Linked DNA regions of Mus musculus: region 1 is linked to region 2. Evidence: chromatin contacts called from public HiChIP or PLAC-seq data. All regions are on one chromosome and are shown on one strand. Each heading gives the region's core, a stretch centred on a gene start, on an enhancer-like site or on the middle of the called end of the contact. The rest is flanking DNA. Distances are from core to core; before and after follow the strand shown.

Region 1 (6,942 bases), core at 3,052-5,551, 310 kb before region 2:
GGGCCATATGCTCTCTTTCAGCTCTAACCCACAAACTCCTGAGACAGCTGGATGAGTCTAGAATACTTACCCCTCAGCCCACACTGGACATTTAAAGCAGATGTTCTTTAAGTCCGGTATGTATAGACTGAAGTGTCAGGATGCTGACATCGTTTATTCAGACTGTCCTAAGAATCTCCATTTCAGAGTCCCCTACTGGAGCTGGGCAGTGGTGGCACATACCCCAACACTCAGGAGGCAAAGGCAGGCAGATCTCTGAGTTAGAGGCCAGCCTGGTCTACAGAGCAAGTTCCAGGATGTCCAGGGCTCCACAGAGAAACCTTGTCTCAAAAACCAACCAACCAACAACAACCGGAACAACAAAACAGACTCCCCCACTGAAAAAGCTAGCGCTAAAGTAGGCACAGAAATCCACTGGACTCTGGACTGCTTGTGGAACATGTCTCTTTCCTGATTTCCACAGCAGCCCTGCTAGATGAGTGTTAGCCACTGAAGTTGGCTGAGGCCATTTATCTAAGATGTAGAACTTGGATTTGAACTCAGGACTCCTTGCCTGAGATTCGCCCCTCCCCCATCCTATCCTCCACCCCTTAAGTAAATCATGAAGTTTCCTACAAACAATGGATATCTTAGTCAGGTCACAATAGCTAATGGTGACCTAGAATGGACACATTTCTCTCTAACCAGCACACAGTCTGTGGATCCCAGTAAAAATTAAGTATGAAACTTTTTGTTTGGTTGGTTGGTTTTGTTATTGTTGTTGTTGTTTTGTTGTTTGTTGTTTTGCTTTTGGTTTTGTTTTGTTTTTGTTTTTTTTTTTTCGAGACAGGGTTTCTCTGTGTAGTCCTGGCTGTCCTGGAACTCACTCTGTAGACCAGCTGGCCTCAGAACTCAGAAATCTGCCTGCCTCTGCCTCCCAAGTGCTGGGATTAAAGGCATGCACCATCACTGCCTGGTGTATGAAACCTTTTTAAAAAGAAATTATAAACTGGAGCTGAAGAGCTGGCTCAGCACTTAAGAATATCAGTTCTGTTCCAGAAGACCTGGGTTCAATTCCCAGCACCCACATCGCAGCTCACACCTGCCTGTAACTCCAGTTCTGAAGAACCCAACACCATCACACAGATATGCCTGCAGACAAAAGGCCAATGCATATGAAATAAAAATAAATTTAAAAAAATGAATTACAGGATCTGGAGAAATGGCTCAGCAGTTCAGAGCACTGACTGCTCTTCTAAAGGTCCTGAGTTCAATTCCCAGCAACCACATGGTGGCTCACAACCATCTGGAACAGGATCTGATGTTCTCTTCTGGAGTATCTGAAGACAGTGACAGTGTACTCACATACCTAAAACAAATTTTTGTTTGTTTGTTTGGTTTTTTTTTGTTCGTTTGTTTGTTTTGAGACAGGGTTTCTCTGTGTAGCCCTGGCTGTCCTGGAACTCACTCTGTAGACCAGGCTGGCCTCGAACTCAGAAATCTGCTTGCCTCTGCCTCCCAAGTGCTGGGACTAAAGGCATGTGTCACCACTGCCCAGCAAAAAAAAAAAAAAAAAAAAAAAAGCAATTATAAAAGATTTCGATGGGCGGTGGTGGCACACACCTTTAATCCCAGCACTTGGGAGACAGAGACAAGCAGATTTCTGAGTTTGAGACCATCCTGGTCTACAGAGTGAGTTCCAGGACAGCCAGGGCTACACAGAGAAACCCTGTCTCGAAAACAAACAAACAAACAAACAAAAAAAGATTTCATGTCTGGGGCTGGAGAGATGACTCAGTGGTTAAGAGCACGCACTGGCTGTTCTTGTAGAAGACAGAGTTCAATTCCCAGCATCCACATAGTAGCTCAAGACAGTGCTAACAGAACATTAGATTAAGCCCAGGGCCCACTCACGGGTCACTTCAATGAGATTGTACTATTTCCTCAGTAGTCACCCTGCACACCGTTTCCCTGGAAATCTTCCTCTAAGAAGTCTCCCTTTTTTGCACCATATCCCAAGCTATCCCAAGCCCTTGGTTTCTCAAGCTGCCCTGTGACGGCATTTACCAGGCTGTACTGTATCTCCTTTATTGTCTGATGCCCCCCACCTCTGACACCACTGGCACCAGGCGTGACATTTTTTTTGGAGGCAGGGACCATGTTTCCCACCTCTGCATCCCCCAACTTGATGCTGGGTCATATTTCTCACCAGGAAGCAGAGAGTTTTGTGGTATGAAGCAGAGAAAATTCAGACTGACTTAGCAGACCAGTGAACCTCAGCTGGAAGGCAGGTGGGGCATTAAAGTGAGAGAAATGAGGGAGAGAAGACAGGGGTAGCAGAGAGTGGCAAGCAGAATAGGAAGCACCCCCTGGCTAGTCCAGGAAGGTCAGCTAGAATGGGGAACCCACATCCTCTCAAAACTGATGTGGGGCTCAGGGCGGGTGCATGGGGAACCTCCTGATATGTTCTTCCCTGAAGGACCCACCACAGTGGGCTGCAAAGCTTCTCCAGCCTTAGAAATGAGGACCCCAAATCGTGTCTTACATGACATCGGTGTTTTCTTCCTCTGAGAAGCTGGCCAAGCTGCGTCTTGACGGGAGCAGGAGGCCTTTGGTAGCCATGGACCGGTTAATAAACTTAGGATTTGGACAGGGCTTTGGCAGTTGGTCAATCACATTGATAACATTGAGGGCTTCCTTCTTCGGTACAGCCTCCTCTCCACCCCCCACTTTACAGAATACCGTCGCCATCTGGTGTGGGTGGGGCGCAGGGTTGCCACCACCCTCCAGGACAACCAGCTGGCAGGAAGCAGAGAAAAACTGAGGCAAAGGTCTCACCCTTCATTTGGGTGAGAAGGTTTGCAGTGCTCTGACTTCACAATCATCACAGAGTGTAACAATCGGGGGGCCAGCCTCCCCTTGATAGGAAGTTTGCTGTGCAGCTGGACAGACCAAACGCCTGGGTTAGGGGTGGGCTTGAGCCAAGAAAGAAACTTGATGGCCCCTTCCAGCACACATGACCCTCTCTAGGTCACGTTTGTGGTCACAACTACTCGGTCCTCTTCTGAGGACTTCAAAAGGCTTAATTGCCTGTGCCTCTTTAGAGCTGTCCAGGAAGGGGTAGCAGGCTAGTGGCACAGAGAACACCACTTGGCCTGAGCCAACCAGACTTTGAAGAGAAGGCCTTTGCCTACTGATACTTCTAAGGCTCTCTATCCTGGGATCTAAGCAGCAAATCCCACCATAGCCAGTAACGCAGGCACAGTGAAAGCTTACTGTGGGTTGTAGCTCACAGAGTAGCTGGTTTCAGGGCCAGGATTCCAAACACCTTGAAAGATTGAGAGACAATGGTGAACATGAGGAGATATTTCTAAAAATGAGCCCTGCAGCTGGATATGGACTGGAGATTCAGTTCTGTGCTTCCTATCTGTATAAATCAAAGAATAACAATCTTACTGAGCCCAAATTCCTTCAACTACAAAATACAGGCAGAAATAGAACCTCACTCGTGGGTTTTGTAAAACTGCTTTATTTCTTCCACTAGATGTGGTTAAAAAAATCAAAATAGTATTTTATATACTCAAGCATTTCCCTACTTCCATTAAAACCTCTGGAAAATGTTGGGCTAGACAAATGGCTAAGTGGTTAAGAGCACTGACTGCTCTCCCAGAAGACCAGTACCCACATGGTGGCTCTTAACCATCTGTAACTCCAGTCCAAGGGATCTGACCCTCTCTCTGGCTGCCTTGGGTACCAGGCATGCCAGGATTGCATAGACATCCATGCAGGCAAAACATCTATATACGTAAGATAGAACTTGATAAATTTGGAAAATATAGGGACACAGGTACTCTCTGTGAACTTCGCTGGATCTCAGCTTGATCATACAATCTGTAATGATCTGAATTGATCCACTTTCATTGTCTTCCTAACAAGAATGCTACTAGAAGTCAGGGATGCTTCACTCTGTAAATATTGAGTTAGGTAGAGTGAGTGTCCCCTAGCTTTGCAAATAGAGGCTGGTATACACAAGAGACTCGTTGGAAGACTCGCTGGACACACAAAATGTGTGTGTGTGTGTGTGTGTGTGTGTGTGTGTGTGTGTGTGTGTGTGTGTGTGTGTGTGTGTGTGTGTGTGTGTGTGTGTGTCGGTGTGTGTGCTTGTGTCTCTGTGCATGTATGTAAGCTCTAGGTGTGCTTGCAGGTGGCTGGCGCGAGTCGCAAAGCCTCTGTGTTTGCCCTCATGGTCAGCAGATGGCGCTGCAGGCCTGGCCTACAAAAGACGCTCCAGTCCCGGAACCCGGAAGCGTCGGCCGGAGGGGGCGGGCCTAGGGCGCCTAGAGTCTTGCGAGTTGGGAAGGGTTAGTGTCCCTCACCTCGACTTGCATCCTCTTCCCGCCCCTTCGTCCCGCGCTGGCACGCCAGGACCTTTTCCCTAAGTAGAACTGAGGAATGCCCAGAGTGGGGGACTCGGCGAGCGCCCAAGTGACAGAGAGCCCCCAGGGCATCCTGGGTTTGTAGGGACTATGGGCATGCTCAGGGCAGGGCTGTGCCCGGGCCTCACCGAGGAGACCGTCCAGCTTCTCAGAGGCCGAAAGATAAAAACAGGTGACCTCATGGGCACTACCCCGGGGGTCGGCACCGTGGTCGTGGTACACATACGGGGCCTTTTGCTCTAACAGGATGGCCGCACTCTTCCTCTGACTTTCTGAGGAAGCTGGGTTCGCAGGAGCCGAGGCAGAGGATTTTACTGAGTGCTGGGCCCTTTGCGGGGTCGGTCCTGCATCAGGGCCTGCGTGCTCGAGATAGGTAGTAGAATAAGACCTTAATCCCGTTTGACAACAGAGCAAAAGGCAAATGTGGCAAGGCTAAGCCATTCCTGCTGCCAATCACCTGCACCTGCTCTCTTTCCAGTGGCAGACCTGGCAGCTGCTGACTTGGAGGAAGTAGCCCAGAAGTGTGGCTTGTCCTACAAGGTGAGCTCGCGATCTGCAAGCTCCATTCCAACCCCTCTTCCAGCTGCGCCCCCACGCTGCAGGATCAGAGTTCCTTGGGATAGATGGGGGGGGGGGGGGGCGCTGCTCTGAGGGGGCAATCTGGCGGGCCTGGAGCCTGAGTGTCCGCCCTATTGGCAGGCCCTCGTTGCCCTGAGGAGGGTGTTGCTGGCGCAGTTCTCGGCTTTCCCCTTAAATGGCGCAGATCTCTATGAGGAACTGAAGACTTCCACGGCCATCCTGTCCACCGGCATCGGAAGGTTTGTATGCGAACCTGGACAAGGTGAAAGCAGAGACTGAGGCTTCAGAGGACGGGGCTGGTGAGGGCAGTCCAGAGCGGTAGAGGAACTGCAGGCGTGTGGACTCCTGAGTGTTTTTCCCTAGAGTAAAACTGTAGGGTTTCTTAGCCTCAACACAATTGATGGGGGGGGGGGGGGGGGAGGCAAGTCGTTATTTCCTGAGATAGAGATATCCTGTGCGTTGAGAGTCGTTTAACAGCATCCCTGGTCCTTCTCTACCCACCAGATGCCAAGATGCCCCCAGTTTTAATAATCAAAAAATGACTCAGTATCTCCAACAAGCTAACTTTTCCCAGTGAAGAGCCACTGTCCTATAACATAAGATGTCGTTAATACCCCCATTGTTTAGTAGAGTCCACCATACGTCAAAATAAAGCAAGTAGCAAGTGAGACCCGGGGAAGGATTGGGGTCCCGGGAGTCTGCACTTTTGCGCTGACATAGGCCAGTGGTTTTCAACCTTCCCAGTGCTGTGACCCTATAATACAATTCCTCCTGTTGTGATGACCCCCCCCAACCATAAAATTACTGCTTTGCTACTTCATAACTGTAATTTTGCTACTGTTGTAAATCATAGTGTAAATCTCTAAAAGCAATATAGTCGGATCTGCCACCCCTGTGAAAGGGTTGTGCAGTCGTCGGAGGGCTTGTGTTGTGACCCCTGGTTGAGAACTGCTGCCCGAGGTTATGGATGTTAGAAGTTATTGACCTCCCTTGTGGTTAGCCTAAGAAAGGGGCCAGCAGAGGTGAGCCCGGGGTTATCTGATCCAGAACCTGTTGTCTCTGCCATCTGAGGCAGCAGAGGGGAACGGGCATACTCCAAAAAGAGCAGTTACATTGTGCCCTGTTGTTCGGGTTGGGAAAGAATTGGAAGACAGCTAGCATTTTCTGGCCAAGCGAGTCTGACCTCTCTCCCGGCCTATTTGTGCGGAGCTTGATGAATAACACGGCCATCACAGAGGTCTTTGGATCGGTCTGGCCCTTGCTGTTTCCATAACACATTCTCTTGGCAAGGTCCGCACAGTCTGGTGCTTGCTCTCGCTGGTTGGGGGTCTGTGTTTGTAATCCATCAAACATTGGCTGAGTGCCTACTGGGTGCCAGACACATGCAGATGCTCTCTGGAGGAGTGGGGCTCAGGATTTTAACTTAATTCCAGCTGACTGTTCCGAGGTATACTTGGAGGTGAGAGGCCACTGTGAAAGCATTTGTAGGCTATGGGGCATAGCTGTGCAGGACAGACGGGCCAGCCAGCCAGGAGAGGCCAAACAGGGATCTTGTGTTGCTGGTTTGGGTTGTGTAAGTCTGAACCAGGGTTTGTGACCACGGAAGACATGTTGAAGGAGAGATGTGAGAAGAGAGACTTACTGTGAGATCAGGTGTAAATTTGAAGAGTCAAAGGTGGTGGTTTGCTGGGCTGAAGAGTTGGCCTAGTGGTTAAGAGCACTGACTGCCCTTCCAGAGGTCCTGAGTTCAATTCCCAGCAACCACATGGTGGCTCACAACCATCTGTAATGAGATCTGATGCCCTCTTCTGGTGTGTCTGAAGACAGCAACAGTGTACTCATATACCTACGTAAAAATCTTAAGGAAAAAAAGATGGTTTTAGATTTCCCTCCAGTGTGCTGTGCCTACCTAGTGGATGTAACTTTGAAACCGGGAAGGTAAGGCTAT
Region 2 (7,567 bases), core at 436-2,935:
CTCAAGATCTTCAAACCAAGATCCAGATAAGGATCTCCAAGCCTCCAGATAAGGGTCACTGGTGAGCCTTCCAATTCTGGATTGTAGTTCATTCCAAATATAGTCAAGTTGACAACCAGGAATAGCCACTACACCCTCTATGGTATCGCTGTGCCTTGGGTACTGAGAAAACCACGCCTTCCTTGAACCGGACTGTGTCTGGTTCATCTCTTGTGTTTTCCAAGTCCAGATCTGGGGTAAGCTGGAGAGCAGAAGCACATAGTAGCTTTGAATGCAGCTCAGAAGCATCCTCCCCAGGGCCACAGCCAACACAGGGCTTTTGAGCAATGCAGCCGGGTCCGTGAACCTTAAACGGCCACTGATTTCCCAGTCTTAGTGTGAAAACGAGGACATAAGTGTCTCATTAATGCCTTTTAAATGTTCACTCTGCATTGAAAAGATCACATATTGGATTCATCAGGTTAAATAAAATATCTTTAAAAATTAATCTCACTCACTTATTTTAACTTTTCAGGATGGGGGTTGGAAATGTAAAATTGCAGATAATGTCTCTTGATTAACACCTACCAGTGAGCATTGATCTTGATCTAGCCTTCCCAGGTTCAAATCCTTGCTTTCCTATGCCAGACAGCCTGGGGCAAGCCAATTAATGGCCTCAGTTTCCCCATCTGTAAAACAAGTATAATATTAGAATCCTGTTCCCAGGCTTGTTACAAAAATTAGACCAGCTCACACTGTGGGCTTTGCAGATAGGAAGGCTAATATAAATATTAACCATAGCTTACTCTGATTAGTCACACAATTAATATTTGTTGAACAGAGCATTGAATTTCTAAATCCTAACCACCTCACCCCACCTTATTCCCGCTGTAAGCATTTATCTGTCACCCAACATTTATTCAGCAAATATTTATTGAGACACTACGGTGCACCAGGTTCTGTGATTGACACCACAGGCAAAGAAGATTTCGTCAATCAATTAATGGGTTCCACGGATCTTAGCTGAGCTCGGCTTTTGGTGCCAGGGATGACTATAATCTGGGGTCTACACAGGCTACACATTCGCCTCGGGATGGGATGTCAATCAAGGCATGTAGAGAAGACAATACTTAGCAAGAGTTTGACACTGTAGGCTGCCTGCTAGGATGGGGGACCAACAGGGTAGGTAGAAACCAGGAGCAGGGAGGAGAGGGTGCCAGGAGATGCCTTGGGCAGATCAGATGGAACTCTGGGAGAGGCTGGCCAGAAAGAAGGAAGCTGCTCCAGGGAGTGGAGAAACATCTTCCCTGTCATCCATCAGATTTGGAGCAGAGAGAGCTGGGTCATGGAAGTTAACCGGAAAAGCACGGACACATCAATATCAGTCGAGCCGGCTGATTGTTCCTAAGCAGACAAGCCAGCTGGTTGATTGAATTTTTCACTCATCGTTAGGGTGCCCAACAGAAATCTAGGAAACAGAGCCCTCCAGCCAGCAGCCCGGGCATCCCTGAGTTTAGGCTCCCAGACAGCAGTACCCCTCTAGGCCTTCCTGCCAGACTCTAACACCCAGCCTTCATGGCTGGCAGTTTAGTGCACAGCTGGTAAGTTAAAAGCAGTTTAGTGATAATTCCACCTCGCACTGAAGACTTCCAGGGACTGTTAATGAATTTAAATGCCGGGGATTTTCTCTGATGCCTCATTGCATATGCTCCTCACATTAAGATGCTAATGAGGGCTCTAGTGGATGGAGGCACTGGAGTCTGACCAGGGACGGTGGCCTGGGAAGGGTTGCTGGCTGGTCAGGGCTTTTCTAATTCCTTATCAGTGCTGGATCAGTGACCTCTCAGAGTGGGTTAACTGGCCCTAACCTCCTTAGGGTTGGGGGATGCACTCAGCTGGGACTGAGTCAATGCAGTGCCTGGAGCTGAGGCTAATGACGTCGGCAGTCTTAGTGAGCAAACAGGGGAGTTGCTGTGAGATTCCAACTAAGGCCTGGGATTCCATCCAAGAGGCTGTGCCTCACGGACCCAGATGGATTGTGGGTGAAAAAGACTTCAAGTCTGAGTTCTTGAAGACTAAACTTCCAAGAAAGCGCTGAATTCCACCAGGATAAAAGATTGCCCAAGAGGCAGGTGGCACAGAGTGACAAGGTGCGTGGACACTGGGCAACTGGCTGGGATGACAATCAGGCTGCCCTTGAGGACATCAGAAAGGGTAGTTGGCCTAGAATCCCCGTGAGGATGGGAAGATGGTGTGTGGCTTCTCTTCTTGATAAAGGCAAAAGAAAGAGACATAAGAGCCAGGCAGTGGTGGCACACGCCTTTAATCCCAGCACTTGGGAGGCAGAGGCAGGCGGATTTCTGAGTTCAAGGCCAGCCTGGTCTACAGAGAGAGTTCCAGGATAGCCAGAGCTACAGAGAGAAACCCTCTTTTGAAAAACAAAAACAGAGAGAGAGAGAGAGAGAGAGAGGGAGAGAGAGAGAGAGAGAGAGAGAGATTAAGGTTGTAGAACAAAGAAGTTGTAATGCTGATTTTTTGGGGGTGGGGTGGGGGGAAGGAGCAGGCACCCTGGTTTGAACCTTACATCTGCCACCAAGAAACTGTGGGACCTCTGGCAATGAGATACTGAATCCTTTTCTGCCTCAGTTTCCCCATTCGTTAAACAGTGATACAAATAGTTAAGTATCTGCCTTGCTTGCCCAGTTAATCCCTTGGATTAGTGATGAAAGCTGCAGGTCTTCCCCAGCCAGTTTTCTGGCTCTGCTTATGGAGAGCAATCTGAGAGGAGGTAAGCCAAAAGGTGGGCTCCATGCCTGAGAGCACTGGGGAAAGGGCTCTGATAACGCAGCTTCATTTCTGCCGACTCGCACTACACACAGTGGGGAGAATCTGCCGGCTCCCCTAGAAACCATTTTCCTGGGTTTCCTGAAAATCCACCGACAATTTCTGTAAATTTGTTTAAGGATTAAATTAATAAGTCTCTTCTCCTTGGCTGCCATCAACACATAGAACCCTGTGGTTCTCTGCTCCCACAAGCAGCTTCTGAGGCTGCATGTGGAAGAAGAGAGGCCGCTTCAGAGCCTTGCTGTACCCAGGTAAACCTGGGGGGGGGGCTCCTGAAGTGTGGATGCACTGCCCTGCTCAGCACCCACTTGTAGGAGCACTGTCGAGGGCGGCACCCTGGCTAGCAGCTGTGTGAGAGCCGATTTTTGTTCTTCCTCCTCGGATCAGGGCTCTGGATCTTCCTGTCATTCAGAAAGCTCCTTCCGTGGAGGGTTAATATCTTCCCCAGAGATGCTTTGGGAGTTCCTCCCACACTGCCAGGATTCCTCACTATCCGGGATACTTCCCAATGGCATAGGATACCTGTCATAGGGTAGAGGTAGAGGGTTCGATAGATTCTGAGACCACTCTGTTCTGGAGACCTCTGTGAATGACAACACCCTGGTAAGTTCAGGAGACAGAAAGAAGCCTGAAGGCTAACTGGCCTTTCTTGGATCCCTTAGGACTGGCAGACTCCAGAGGAACAAAGGTAGAAAGGTTATTTAAAAGTAATAGAAACCTCTTAGTTCAAAGATACCATGTCATCTTCAGTGCACCACCCCTCCATGGTGGGTGTGCATGGGGTTCAACATCTTTTGGGGTCCCACTGGTCACTTTTCTGGCCTTGGCTGTCTTGAGAGCCTCAATGTTCCCCATTTTCTTACTCAGCTCTCTCAGCCTGGCTCAGGAAACCCAGGGGCTGCAGTTTAGTGGGTCTGGCTGAAATAGGGCCGAGAAGACCCTCCTTTGCAGTCCCCTGCACAGGCTGAGAGCATACCACAGTTCTCAGGGAAGTTCATCTTCTCTGTCTTATGCCTTTTCTGCCTCCTGCCAGCAGGTGAACTTCTTGCAGAGTAATTGAAACTGGAGGAATGGCTGGCCAGATCCATCCTGAAGCTGTGTGTGCAGTCTCTGATGAAGGGCCACCAGGTTAATGCCTCACCATTCAGCATGTGGGCAGGTAGTGGCAGGGACCTCCTGTTCTCTCACCATCCCCAGCTCACACTTTGTCTGGAAAGCTGCAAAGGAGAATCTGGGAGGTTGGGGTCCAGAGCCCATCTGTCAGTTGAGCCTTGGCAACCCAGCCACTTAGCCTTTTCTAGAGAATGCTGAAAGAGGGTACAAAGGGTCAGGTCTAGCCTTCCTGCAGAAGTTTTGGGTGGGCATTCAGCCTGAGCTTACGTGCTTTCAGATACATAGAGCGGCCCACCTCCCCACTGCACAGTGGACAAGTTCTACCTGTTAAATTCTCCCTACTAAATTAAACCTGCCCTGTGATAACATCTATCCACAGCATTTCTGGCCTTTGGAGATGTGCAGATTAAAGCTCATTTGTCTTCTGTGGCTGGCCATCAAAGATTTAAGGCAGACTATTGCTTCCTCATTGAAGAACGCCTTCCCTCTGCTGTTCAGAGTTCCCCTAGTTTGTTTTCCCTGACAGACAGACATTCCCATAGACCCTGGAGTCAAAATATCTGGGTCTCTGATTGTTCTCATAGCAGCTTTATATGCTGTTAAGCATAGAAGCTCAAGTCCCTGAGACTCAGCTTCCGGGCCTGTGAAATGGGTACAGACTGGAAAATGTCACCCTTTGGGAATGGGTCCAGATGACTAGCCAGCCCAGTACGAGATACAGAGTCACATTCTTCAAGACTGATGCCCTCTCACTTCCTGATATCCAGAAAGGCTTCCCATCCCTGCTCCTGACCTTAGACAGTCCAGCTCACCTAGTCAGACTTTCCTTTGTCCTCACTGTCATTCATGAATGTAGGGTAGCATGTGTGGTCTGAACACAGCCCCCAGTGATGGCACTAAGCTTTCTGAGCTGCTGCAGTATGGTGTCTTCTTTGTCTGGCTTGGCCTTGATGGGAGGATTCTTCAAGGGTGTGATGGCACTGTGACCTCCTCCTGCTGCTCCGAGAGCCCCTGCAGTTCAGCAGGCACAAGGTATGTGGCTGCAGAGCTATTTCAAGGCTTCCTGTTTTGAGGAGGAGGTTTTAATTATCCCTAGAGACGTGACTGAATTACAGGCACCCCCCATGGGCACACAGCACGAACTGCTCATGGAACTGTACCCTGGTGAATTACATGGTCCTGTGGAAAAAGCTCAGGCTGGAGAGTGGAGTTAGAGATGCTGAGAAGTCTCAATGGCTTCCAGGCCTGCGTGCCTGGAGATTGCAAGGCTCAGTCAGTCTGCACTTGGGAAGCACAAGGATGGTAATAGGTGTGCTTTCTTTCACTAATCTTATCCCACTCACTTAGGTGGGCCATGCTGGTGGTGATCTGCTAATTTCACTGTCTGAATCCACTTCTCTTAAGCAGGTTGTTCTTTAACTTGCAGCCTTCCCATCAGAGCCCTAATGGATATCCTGCCTACTAATGTCTTAACTCCGGGTGAGCCTGCTCTATAGCAAGAACTCCACCTCCTCCCCCCTGCAGTGGAAGACTTAATGACTGTAGTCTCATCTTACGTTCAGTCCTATTTGGATCTGCTTCTCCAGCCCCATGAAGCTGAGCTGATTTTGAGACACATTGGCCTACAGAACGAAGCTTCTGGGAAGGATAAAGGGTGAGGATCAGGACTTGGGCTCTTGGGCTTGTTTCATCTTTGGCCATCCTAGGTGAGGTCCTAAGGCTACCATGGACAGCAACCAATGTAGTTCCTAGGACAAGAAGCTCTGAGAAGGATACTGAGTCTGCCCTAGCCAATGGTCTGTGTCACTGTTGCAAGGGCAAGGCTAGCTCTACCTTCCAGGTCAGCAGACCCTACAGCCAAACACAGCTCCGTGAGTGACATGAGGGTGGGGGACCTCAATAGCTACCTTGCTGGCTTGTAGAACTGGATGAAAGAAGAAACCATAGTTGCTTGAGTCAGTCAGTAGTTTTCAGGGTAGTAATGGTGCCCAAGACATCAGGAGACAGTATGGGTGGAAGCTGTGTTTGAGCGGAGGACCCTAGGAAGTGCTTTGAGAGAGTGGAGGTGGTAAGGCAGAAGATTGGTAAAGGCAGGTATGTGAGGGGTAGATTTGAGGGTATCTATGACACCCTCCATCTCCTAGGGAAGGGACCAAGTATCAGACTGATTATAGGAAGAGGGAAAGAGTGGAAACTTACCCATTGAGCTCCAGTCTCACTCTCAAATGTCTATTGGAAGCCATAGGTGCGCTATATTTGTTTGGTCTGTCTGTACAGGGGCATAGTCAGCCTGGGGCTAGAAATGGCATACAGATGGAGGCACCGGAAGCTGTGGATACACCTGCAGGTGGTTTCTGGAGCTGACAGAGGAACATGGCAGTAGTGTGCATTTCATGGGCTTCAGAGAATGGGAATTTATTGAGCACCCACTGTATACCTTCTATAGCTTCTAGAGCACAGAGATGATCAGGAAAGGGCAAGTGTATCTGTCCTTTGGAGACCTCCAAGGTAGGAAAAGCCCAGGAAATTTCCATGGCACAAGGCTGTCATGTATGGACAGTTTTGTGAGCAAGTGAGAGACATGTTTTATATTCATCATTACTATAGGGATGTTGCTATATCCATCATCACTATAGGGATGTTGCTGGTCCTTTGGAGAGGGAGTAAGGGCACTAAAAGATTCATCAATACATAGATTCATCAATACATAGGTTCATCAATACATAGATGGCCTTCTGTGCTGCAGAGTTACCCTTTATCCACATGAATTTCAAATAGTTTGGTCGATATTCAGGTAGGTGACAACCTGTTGCTAATTGCTATGACCAGGAACCTAACTCTGTGGTTTATAAGGAAACATAAGGTATTTATGTTAAAAATTCAACACACACACAGAGTTTCCCAGGAATGCCACCACTATGCAAACTGAGAGACAGCTGCACTGGGCACCTCTGCAGACTAGTCCAAGAGTTATGCAGCATTCCCGGAAAATCTGCATTTATGAGGGCAATGTTGTTTGTGTCCACTGAGCCTCGGCTGCATTCGGGACAGGGTCCTTGTCCCTCCCAGTGACGGGACAGGCACAAACCTCTGCTTCCTCGCAGTCCAGCGAAGTGAAGCCAGAACGTTTACATACTGAAATACAAATTTTAGTATAGATTATCTGCACTAGACTATTTCTTTCTATCATAGCCAGGACATTATGTTGATTCATTTGCTGCTGATATGTCTAGGTCGTTTATGCTAGATATGAATGTCATCTCAGGAAGGCAGAAGACCCTTTGCAAATGATTTGTTACCAACGTGGGAGGGAATCCGACATGGCCAAGAGCTGCCTGGCATTTCCAGCTAACTTCACTGCCGCTCAGCGGGTTGGGGCTTTGGGGTTGGAGAGAGAGTGGAGACAGGGATGGCTTAGTGAAGGTAGGAGTTACAGGGCAAGGTCGGGGCATGCTTCACAGGGAAGTGATGTGTGAGCAGGTCTCAAAGGTCAAGTATACAGAACATCTGTCACCTTAATATGGGTCTAAGGACGATCTTGGTACAAGCCAGTTACATGAATGGCTTCTTTGTTTTATTTTGAAGGCAGGTTCTCACTATGTAGCCCTGGAATGTGCTATGTAAGTTAAAC

What was found. HiChIP or PLAC-seq counts read pairs in DNA pulled down with a chosen protein or histone mark.
Region 1: an H3K4me3 HiChIP or PLAC-seq map of embryonic basal ganglia shows a contact between it and region 2, with 2.9 times the contacts expected there. The contact joins the promoter of Rad51d here to the enhancer-like site in region 2. A contact is called at or near these places in 10 of 39 promoter capture datasets (the 3T3-L1 cell line, cranial neural crest, embryonic stem cells and 6 more), 3 of 115 datasets of contacts at active chromatin or transcription factors (craniofacial prominence, embryonic basal ganglia and embryonic limb bud) and 3 of 9 other capture datasets (adipose tissue, liver and pancreatic islet).

Annotation. Positions count from the first base shown.
Region 1 is chr11:82,887,983-82,894,924 of GRCm38.p6, reverse strand. It overlaps Rad51d (RAD51 paralog D), which reads left to right and starts at 4,301. Exons shown (of 10, transcript NM_011235.4): 1 at 4,301-4,587; 2 at 4,894-4,955; 3 at 5,115-5,233. The coding sequence starts at 4,506. Fndc8 (fibronectin type III domain containing 8) reads right to left here and starts at 2,780. Exons shown (of 4, transcript NM_030224.1): 1 at 2,525-2,780. The coding sequence starts at 2,730.
Region 2 is chr11:82,574,314-82,581,880 of GRCm38.p6, reverse strand. No RefSeq gene overlaps it. Among named protein-coding and RNA genes, the nearest start is that of Gm24612, 18 kb to the left of the region's middle. Within about 2 kb of position 1,685, at least 40 of the 459 cell types and tissues checked have an H3K27ac peak or open chromatin away from gene starts, as enhancers often do. A contact at or near this core is called in embryonic basal ganglia, where this site is marked.